Regions from separate parts of the Gossypium hirsutum genome. Here all the other regions are linked to region 2. A link is a contact called in public Hi-C data. All regions are on one chromosome and are shown on one strand. The core of a region is the stretch at or near the end of the contact, and the rest is flanking DNA. Distances in the headings are between cores, read along the strand shown.

Region 1 (3,699 bases), core at 840-3,339, 150 kb before region 2:
GGGCAGCCGAGTCGGGCCCAGGTTTTAGCATTTTTATCCGGGTCGAGCTTGGGTAAAATTTTAGGCCCATTTTTCAGGCCAGGCTAGGCCCGGGCCTAGCAAAAAGGGCTGAATTTTAGGCCCAGCCCATGCTCACCTTTACACTCACCTAACATGCCAGTCTACTTTTAGGCCTAATTTTTCGTAATAGGTCATATGAAACACCTCAATTACTCATCTTATTCCCTAAGAACTAAAGATAAAAACTAAGTAAAAATATAACTAAATTGCTCTTTAACAAGCTCATTAAGTATAGAAAGAGGTTTAATCTACTGGAATAAATTGCGACAGATCAAACTTCCCCACACTAAATTCATTGTTTGCCCTCAAGAAAGCAAAACATGCAAAAAGAAAAAAAACACAAAACGAATGAAGACCCTTGAGCAAGTATGATACAAGAATTAGTTTGGGAGAAAATGAAACAAGTATGATTGTAAGTACATGTAACTTTGATATAATATATAAATAAATTACCATTATCAATTTCAAACACCTAAGTTCAGAACATTACAAAGTCTATAGGAAAAAAGATTATCAAATACATTACTCCATTAAAAAGATTACATAGGTATTACAATTATGCTAGTAGCATATAAACAACTACTATTACCCATACCTAATACAATGTCCATCCACGAATAGATTTACCTAGGTTGTGTAGAACTTTTAAGCTTGAAACATTCTGAGGCTTAAGGTTGCTACGGATTTCAAGAATAGGGCACTTCAAAATGGTTCAAACAGGAAATTAATTTGGCACATCGTATTGTACCCTATTCACCTCCTTAAATATCCTCTTCTCGTTTACAACTTTTTATCTCTTTCTCTCACCTTCGTTATCTCTCCATGTAGGAAGATACAATGTAATAGTAGCAATTATGGCCAACTTAACGAGTTTTGGTGCACTAATGACTGTGTTTTTCTAACTTTTTGACGTATTGTTTTTTGTCACTTTACTTTTTACTTTTTTCTCACTCATAATGCTTTTGTTTCTTTTTGTACTTTTTCTTCTCATTTTACCTTTTTTTTTGAATTTTTCATTTTTGCACACTTTTGTCTAACCTATAATTATTATATCATATTTTTTCTTCCTATTTCACTTTGATTTTTCAAAACCACCTTTATGTATCTACCTATCCCTCAATATGTATGGTCGAACGTCTAAGTTCATGCATTTCAAGGACCAAGGAAAAAAAGATAAGTACAATTTATGTTTTGGCTCAGTGTTTTGTATGAAGGTTTTCCACAAGAAATAATTTCTGGCTCAAATACAGGTACTAAAGAATGATAAATAAGGTTAGCTTTTTGGCTTTATATTTACACCAAAAAATGCCTTAGGTCAACCCTAGGTACTTCAATCATCTATTGTCCATACTAGCATGTTTGTTTCCCTGTATTTTCCCCTATCATTTGGTACACTCAATTACTTAATGTATATTTATAGTGTAATATATAAAACTAATTAGTCTAACAATTAATAATTTAAAATCACCTACTTCATATCAAATTTACAGCAAATACAACCAACCTATATACACGCTCCTAACTAATCACTTGTATTTCTACTAGCTTAAGCACACATTAGACAATAAATATTAATTAAAATAAAGTAGAAAAATAAAAATAAAAATAAAAATAAGAGCGTAAATTTCCTATGTTATCCCCCACACTTTAGGTAGCATATTGTTCCTAATGTGCAACCCTAATGTATAAAAGAAGGAAGTTACTCGCTTTTTATTGAAGTTGCTCCAGTCGTATTTTGGGTTTCTCCTCTCTTACTTTTTTTTAAGCTCCTAATTGTAGTGCTATCCTCATATAGGGTTCCTGCATAGAAATCTTATGTTAACATCTATATATATAATAATAATTATTTACCTATTCCTAATCTAAAGCAAAAGTTTAAAATCATCTAAGTTAATTGTTTACAGTCTTCCAAAATAAAAGAACAAATGAGTTTAATTATCAAAATTTGGTGGTTGTCACCTCTCTATTGGAGCTTTCCCTTTGCCCGATACATGTGATCAAGATGAGCCTCCACACGATGAGTGGGCTTGTCATGTTGGGCTTCGAATGACTGAGCCTATGTTCGAGGGCCTCTTCGGTTGGAATGTCTCCTCATAGTCATAATCATTTAGGAAATCATGCTCCATGTCATCCACCTCTTCTTCCTCATTTTCATTCTCTTCCTCATCATTGTCGTTCTTCTCAAGGTGAGATTGCATTGCGTCGTATTTGGTATTCCCTTACCATTTTGCCTTGCAAATTACTGTCCAACCGACCCCATCTCCTGCATCCACCATATCACCTACTCTAAGTCTGAGATGTTGCTCAGCTCTTGGCCTTCCTGAGCTTTTGTAGTTTTCTTATTTTCAACAATGTTGGGATATCCATATTCTCTTTTGGTGTATTCAATCTGCTTCCTTTGAAGCTTAGTATATTTAGTTTATATTGAGTCCTTAATTAGACTCTTGGTCAGATTCATAAACTGTTCAGTTGTTGTAGTTGGAACTCCCGCCTTCTTGCATAATGTTGTTACTAAGTGAGGGAAAAAAACCCCAACTTTTTGGCCATTAATATAGTATTTCATGTTCTCGTAGATCCATGTACCGATACAAACATGTTTTTTCTGCAAAATTGCATATAACAACACAGCACAAAAAGTATTGACGTCAGACACATTTAAAGCAGGTGTAATTCGAGTACACAGAAATTGTATCCACATCTTTGCTATAGGAAACATAATTGCTTGATTAAATGGTGTTGGGACATTAGTGCCTGGTCGGTGCTTCCATTCACACTTACCTTTGGTTAAATAATTTACTACATTTTTCATATCTATTTCCTTAAAGTATGTTAAATTAGTATTTTCGACAAAATTTGAATCATAGTATAGAACATTATAGAATTCACAAATTGCTCTATGGGTGACGAGCACCACTTTTCCCTACTGGTTGTGAATATTGATATTTAATATTTATGAGACTAGCATAGAAATATATTAAAATTTGGTCTAGTAATTTTGTTTAGTTGATAGTTAGTTAAGGTACAAGTGTAATGATCCTAAAATTAGCTGTATTAAAAAATGCAATTTTGGAACCTCATTTTCGATGATTGAGTCTGTAAATATTATTATTTAATATTTATGAGGTTAATATAAAGTTTAATTAAATTTTGGTCTTTTAATTTTGTCAATCGGATAGTTAATTAAGGTACGATGACTAAATTGTAAAAATGGGAAAAGTTAATCTCTATAGATTTTTAATTGCTAAAGGACTATAGTGGTAAGTAAACCATAGTTCAAAATGAAAATTAGGCCATTTTATATGCTATTGCACTCTCGGTTGGAGGGTTTGATAAAATAAAATTAAAAAATTTATAATTAGAGAAATAACCATAAAATATAAAAAAATAAGGTTGCCATCATTATTTTTCTTCTCTTCCACCGATTCTAAGAAGAAGAACAAGGAGAAGACATTGTTTTGGCTTAAAGGTATTCAGCCCTTGCATCTGAAACTGACGTGGGATCGTCAAAGAGGAAGGGAAGCAATAATCGACGACGAGTTATGTAAGCTTTCAATCTGTATTTCTATAACCTGAAACTAATTATAGTTAATGCATATTCGTGATATATTGTATTAAAGAGTATTAAGGAAAGCTATTAAT
Region 2 (3,712 bases), core at 105-2,604:
GTTGATGTGTTGAACAAATGAGTGGGAAAAGGAGGTTGGTGGATACAACATTGTGGGGGGTCACTCACTCTGGCCCTTTTCTTCCATTGCTGTCGCTCTTCCCTCTTCAACCAAATTTTCACAATCTTTTTCTTTGTTCTCCACTTATTGTTAACTCCTATCACTATTTAACTTAATTCCATTCCATTAATTTAATTTTTTCCAATTAACAAAGCAAAATAAATTGGGACGAGCAAATGAACCCGAGAAGGAGAGGGCCCTTCACAAACTAATTATGTCAAAATTATAATTTAAATCTTTTTAAATTATTAATAATTTAGTTTAAACATTTTTAATACAAATTTTTACTTATTTTATAATTTTATCTCAACCTTTCTAAATAAATTTTTTGGTTAATTATAACCAAAATCTATTTATATTAATCCACACAACTCTACCTTCTTTTTCTAATGATTTTTTTCAAAATTTTTAATAGTATAAAACCATATATTTATAATGTGTTCATGAATACATGTAATTGTTTAGGTCATGTATAAAATAATTATATATAACTTATTAACATATATATGATTTTAGTTTGTATTTCTAGTACATATACTAAAAAATAAAATATTATAACGAATAAATTAGTAACTTTAAAAATCGGGTAGGTTATCACAAATACCTCACTCCACCATATGCATTTAAAATAAAAAATCTCAGATGATATAAATTTTATTAAGTGGCCATCGTCTTAATAAAAATATTATAGAGATATTTGTATTAAGAGTTGATAATATTTTACTTTTATTATTTAAAAATAAATAAATTAACTTTTTTATATTAGAGCAGAAAGTAAATTAATCATTTTGGTTAAAAATTCCATCTATTTTTTACTATTAAAGCTAATTATTAATTGTATGTTAAAATGAAATACATGACACATCACATGCAATTATTTAATTATTCTATATTTTTAATAATAAGAATAAATAAAATTTTTAATAGTATTTAATCTATCGTACAAACAATAATTAACTCGTTTTTTAAATAAAAAATTAAATACAATCTTATTATTAATACAGTATCCTCTATTATAATTTTACCCTCATCCCTCGTTATACGAAACCCTTTTCTATGGAGTCTAATAATTTTTTATATTTTCAAGTATTATATATAAATAAGTTATAAGAAACTAATAATTGATTTTTATCAGGAAAGAAAAAGCCAAGTAAGCAGTAATATATTTAGAGATAAAAAACAAAGCGAATTTCATAATGCAATGGCAGAAAAAGAAGGAATCTACTCTAATCCATCCATCTACAAAGAAGAAGCATATTTTCTTCTTCTAAATTCTAATATATATTATATATAAAAAAATATAAAGAAGAAGAGCAAAGGGCAAAGCGAAGCAATGGAGTTAAAAGGAAAAACCCTTCCCAGGAGCTAAAGTGAGGAGTCAGAAGAGAGTGCTTTGGTTAGTAGATTCCTGTGGGAAGGTGATAGGCGGGGGGTTGATGAAAGCTAAAAAAGGGATTAGGGTTTAGCTTGTGTATGGTTTATATGATAATATCACTTTGTTTAATGTGTAGGCAAGTCAGTGTTCCACGTGCTCCTGGGGACTCTCTCCCCCCTCCCCCTCTTCAATGCCATATTTTTTTTCCCCACTCAATTACACTCTCTGACTCTCTGTTTCCCTTCTTTTGTTTGCATCTTCCCCTTCCCATTTCTCTCTCTTTTCTTGGCAGGGAAAAAAGTGAGTAACTTGTGGGAAAGCAAAAACAAAGGCCATATCTTTGATGTGAAAAGAGAGCAATACCAGTTACAAGGATCAAAGATTTTCTAGATATTTTTGCCTTCCCAGTTAGTTTAACATGATGGAAGGAATCAAAGGTGGAGGAGGAGGTAGAGTTGGTGTTGGTGTTGGTGTTGAAGAAGATATGGGAGATGGTATGCAATGCAGTAATCATCCTTATAGAAATAACCCTGGTGGGATTTGTGCTTTTTGCCTTCAAGAGAAGCTAGGCAAGTTGGTTTCTTCTTCTTTTCCTTTACCGATTCGTGCTTCACCTTCTTTTTCTTCTTCCCCGCCTTCTTTTAGATCTGATACTGGTGCCATTGCTACTAGTTGTGGCGGAAATGGTGGCGTTAGTGGTGGTGGTGGTGGTGTTGCCACTTTTTCCGCTTCTTCACTGTCTATGTCTGTTCGTCCCATAACAAAAACTAGGCTTGATAGTGGCAATAATAACAGTCATTATGAAGAATGTTATACAAGGCGGGCCAGGATCCCTTTCCTTTTGGCAAAGAAGAAAAAGAAGATCATGGTGGCATCATCAGATCATCATCATCACCACCACCACCATCATCATGCTAATATTGCTTTGAAGAGAAGCAAGTCAACTACAGCTCCCAGGAGAGGCCGGTTCTTGGATGGTGAAGTAGATAATGGTGGAGGCTTCAGTCCCAGAAAAAGAAGTGGTTTTTGGTCATTTCTCTATCTTTCTTCCAAGAGCCATAGTTCCAAAAAACCAGACAAGGTTGCTTCAATAGCACCACCGGCAGTCACTGTCTCAACAGCAACAACAATGGGGGGACCTTCATCCTCAAGTGCGGTCGTGAATGTAAAGCCAAAGGAGAAAAGCTTGGGTTCATCATTGTCGAGAAAAGGAGGCATTGTGGTAGTAGAAGAGGATGACAGCCCCAACAGTGAAGCCACTGCCTCAGCTGCATCATCATTTGAGCGCAAGGTTTCGAGATCCAGGTCCGTAGGCTGCGGAAGCCGGAGTTTCTCCGGTGATTTCTTCGAAAGGATCTCAACCGGGTTGGGAGATTGCACTCTCAGACGAGTTGAATCCCAAAGAGAAGGCAAACCAAAATCCTCCGCCGTCGGCGCCGCCTCATCATCATCAGCAATGAAAGAAAGGGTAAAATGCGGTGGCATATTCGGTGGTTTCATAATCACATCATCATCGTCTTCCTCCTCATCTTCATACTGGTTATCGTCATCAGCGGAGGATCATAACGGGAATGGGAAAGCAACAGGAGCAGCGCTGATCCATGGGAGGAGCAGGAGTTGGGGATGGGCATTTGCAAGCCCCATGAGAGCATTCACCAAACCATCCTTTGGTAAGAAAGATGCTACCACCGTCATTAGAGAATCAAACAACAAAAACACAACTCCCAATCTGGCTGCCATTCCTTCCTTATTAGCTGTTAGAAGCTAAAAATGATTCCAGTTAATACGCATTACATTGGCTTAATTATTATTGCCTGTTTATTTCCATATTTATTATCATATGTTCTTAAGAGACTCTATTCCTTTAGTAATGTTACACCCCTTAATCCCTTCCTTACTTGTTACTACTACTGCATCACATATATCTGCAATTAATTATATTTTGGACTCTTCATATTTTCTGATTCCTTAAATAATGTGTATTGTTTGTTAACGTTTGTAGTGTTGATTTGGAAGTAGTGTAAGAAACGTTTTTGCCCTCATCACATGCATTCACATGGCTGTATGACGGTCTTAAGACACATGCTTACCCCTTAAACAACCCCATTGACCGTTTGATTTTTCTGATTCTCAAACTACTTTAAGAAAACAATTAATACGTAATTCCAACCCTTATGTATTTATTTTATTACCAATCTCACCTGACAACACATCAAATGCTGGGATTCAGTTGATCAACTTAATTTCTTACATGTTTTGCTATTTGCTACTTTTCAC
Region 3 (3,659 bases), core at 1,007-3,506, 220 kb before region 2:
CTAGAAATAAGATGGCATAAATCTACCAGATTATAGTAAAATCTAATAGGGGGTCCATAGATCTAGTTAACTCGAAAATAGAGGTTTTAATTAGAAAGAAATTTCAATTAATCAACCTAGAGTCAGTTGCTTTTAATTTTGAAGAAAGATATTAGCATAATTTAGGAATTTCTACGGATCAAGATACTAAGTGAAGAAATTGCATAATTTAGATTGATAATGATAGATGAAGTCTAGGTGAATTCTTTCCTGGGTATTGTTTCACTTCTTGGTTGTTAATCGTTTATTTTCCTGATTTGTTCTTTTGTTAAATTAATTAGTTAATTTTAGTTTTTAATCAGACACTCCAATTTGTCGGTTAAATAATAGAAAGACAATAATTACTAGTACGTTTAGTCTTTGTGGGAATGATATCTTTTCTCACCATGGCTATAGTATTAATTGATAGGTGCACTTGCCTTTGTCGAATTTTTAGTTGGTTTACGACTACATCATTATGCATGCAAATATAAAAGACAGAAATACAACTGACATAACAGTGAAATGTGAAATTTAATTATTCATTGTTCAAATATATAAAAAAAATAATTATATGTTTACTACAATATGGGCACATTTCCCAACAATAATATAGTTTTACAATGAAGTATTGGAGTACTCCGAGGATCATACCCAAGCGAGGTAAGACTAAACTAAGATTAACTTCTACGCTAATCGTCTAGTTAGCACTTTAACTAAACTATATTATGATTAATCCTTAGGTGATGAGAAAACCTATTTCATAAAAAATTAATAAAAACTATGGTGGAGATAGATTGCAGATTTTATTAGATTTAATGATAGAAGACTAACTCGCTCCAGTGTTCATAATTAACTCCTATTTTGGGTTCTATTAAATCAACTAGTCATTAACCTAACAGAGCCTCTCGGCCTTCCACTAACCTAATGTGTCAACAATAATTACTTATCTCTTAAAGTCATATTCCAGACCGGATTGGGGTAAGGTTTTCACGGATAACAATATCGATTTCGAGTTTATTCCCACCTGTATAACTTTTTAGGGTCGTCAAGCCTAGAGTTTTAAGTTTTTCCTATCCCAATGAGCTGGTCCGCTAAGAAACCCTACATAGCCGTTAATTAATCCCACATCCACTCGTTAATCTCCCTTACCAGATTAGTTCCCTATGGATTTAACAAACACAATGCAATTGATGGAAAATATAAACATTAAGAATAGATAAAAAAAACAAAGATAAGAAAAATCTTGATATAATTATAAACGTGCGAACAATAATCCGTTGACGAGTTGATGATACTACAATCCGATCCTCGTGAAGAACAAAATAGAAAACTAAAAGAAAAACTAAAACTAGAAGAAAATCTAAATTACAACTGAAAGTGAAAATAAAACTAAGTAAAATTTGTCCCTAAAGTGTCCAGAACAACTCTATTTATAGACCTAGGGTTGGCCGCTAATCATTGGCCTAATTCGACTGACAATATTGCATTAAGGGTCATTGTGAAGATGGAAACACCCTTGGCTCATTAAGTGTCCTCGTCATATCGATGTCACGACACATTCTAGCCTGTGCTGTGACATCAAAGGAAGACTGCTCCTTTTGGATACTTTATTTACTGTGTTATGACATCCAAGCTCCGTGTTGCAACATCGCAGGTAGTCTCCTGTCCTTATACCTGCGACTGGTGTCCTACACACTCACCGAACATATTAGTCTACCTTTAGGCCTACTTTGGCCCCCAAGGTAATATAAATAACTCAAATTATTATTTTTATTATCTATATACTAAAAGTGAAAACTAAACAAAAACAAAAACATAACTAAATTGCTTTCCTACAAGCTCATTAAGTACGGAAAATAGTTTAATCTGCTACAACGAATTACCGAACATCATTTATTCCTTCAAAAAAGAAAAAAAATTACAAATTTTCTTGATAGAATAGCAACTCAAAATGTTATTCATAATTCAATTCAGTTACTAATTTTATTCATAATCAGAATATTTAACAAAATTATTTTCAGTGAATCCTTTATATAGTGTATGTATTATTCCTTGAAGAAAAGGACAAATATTATAGTGCTTTGCTGTTATTGCTCACCTGTCCATGCAAATAAAGAAACCATTTGAATGTTGGAATTAAAAAAAAAAAGAAGTTTTGCATTAAATAGCATGGTGGTGCATTAAATTTGTGCCGTAAAAGTATGAAATGCGCCCTAAAAGTGAGAATGGTCCCCCACCCCAAAACCCTTCGTTCCCACTCCATTCTGAATTATATCTTCTCCTTATGATAATATTAATTACTAAGGCACCGCTCTTAAACACTAATATTCTAAACCAAACAGATCTTATACAAATTGTTTAACAATCAAAGATCCATCCCTTTCTCACTACTCCACACTTCAATCACCATCTCCATATTATATGCATTCCATTTCTCTTTTTGTTTTATTTCTCCCTTATTTTAAGCCATGATTTGTTCATGCTTCATTCATCACTATGTAAGTCTTAAATTTGCTATTTTTAATTTTTATTTTATTTTATGAAAATAGATAAATTAATTATTTTTAATTTAATCCTTGAATTTTATGAAATTTGAAAAATTGGTCTAATTGTTAGTAAGCATATAAACTTGAATTACTTTTTTTTTGCTAATTTTTTACATATCAATTATTGAACTACTTTTTTTTTTTGTTAATTCTTTATGTATAAAATGTAAACTCATTGCCAATAAGTGGTTGGAAGAAGTGGAAGTAGATTTCTTCTCTAAGTATTTGGACTAAGTTTGAATCTTGGAATTGATATTATTAGAAGAGCTTTACCTAAATATCATTCTTGGCTCTCCAAATAGGATTAAACTCAAACTGTAAAATGAATGAGAACATTTGTATTTGTACAAAACAAAAATTACAAAGCCATTATAATTTTAATAGTTTTTCTTCATAAAAAAAGTATATGTTTATCCAATATATGGCTTAATAAATCATTTTGGTGTATGAGTTTAATATTTTTTAACGTGGTATCTATATTTTTTTTATACTATGTGATACTGGTATTTGATAAAAATTATATATTTTAGTACTTAAATGTGACAATGTTAATTTTAAAATTTTAATTAGAATTTAGGATTGATTTGATGAAAATTTATAATTAATTTATAATATTAACAATTAAATTTGATAAAATCAATCCTAAAATCCAAAAAGCAAAAGCATGAAAATTTAAACATAACAATAGTAATAATTAACTTTTATAAAATTAACTCTAAAATCTAAAGTAAATACTAAGCAATTAACACAATTATCTTTAGACATTAAAATATATAATTTTTTTTGTTAAATACAGATACTATTTTAAACTTAAAAACAAAAATATCAAATTAAAAAAGTGTGAAACACAAATATATATTAATATTCTTATGACCAGATTGAAAGTAATTATGAAGAAAAAAACGCTAGGCTACTTTTGTCTCGCTCTGTATCATCCTTTTGTACTCCTAACTTATGATTGAAACAATACCGGATATGATATTAATTTGATATTTGATGAAAAAAAATTTAAAACACGATACAAATTGATATATAAATGTATAATATATATACATATTATGAATTATTAATATTATAAATTCATGAAAATCA

What was found. Hi-C and Micro-C count contacts between places; a contact is called where the count stands out from the background.
Region 1: a Hi-C map of leaf shows a contact between it and region 2, with 3 times the contacts expected there. The contact joins the enhancer-like site here to the promoter of LOC107896694 in region 2. A contact is called at or near these places in 2 of 34 Hi-C or Micro-C datasets (leaf and seedling).
Region 3: a contact with region 2 is called in a Hi-C map of leaf, with 1.8 times the contacts expected there. The contact joins the enhancer-like site here to the promoter of LOC107896694 in region 2. A contact is called at or near these places in 5 of 34 Hi-C or Micro-C datasets (hypocotyl and leaf).

What each region holds. Positions count from the first base shown.
Region 1 is chrA10:96,806,846-96,810,544 of Gossypium_hirsutum_v2.1, reverse strand. No RefSeq gene overlaps it. Among protein-coding and RNA genes, the nearest start is that of LOC107895516, 23 kb to the left of the region's middle. Within about 2 kb of position 2,089, at least 1 of the 9 cell types and tissues checked has an H3K27ac peak or open chromatin away from gene starts, as enhancers often do. A contact at or near this core is called in leaf, where this site is marked.
Region 2 is chrA10:96,656,861-96,660,572 of Gossypium_hirsutum_v2.1, reverse strand. It overlaps LOC107896694 (midnolin homolog), which reads left to right and starts at 1,354. Exons shown (of 1, transcript XM_016821926.2): 1 at 1,354-3,332. The coding sequence starts at 1,854. The coding sequence ends at 3,203.
Region 3 is chrA10:96,882,623-96,886,281 of Gossypium_hirsutum_v2.1, reverse strand. No RefSeq gene overlaps it. Among protein-coding and RNA genes, the nearest start is that of LOC107896696, 29 kb to the left of the region's middle. Within about 2 kb of position 2,256, at least 2 of the 9 cell types and tissues checked have an H3K27ac peak or open chromatin away from gene starts, as enhancers often do. A contact at or near this core is called in leaf, where this site is marked.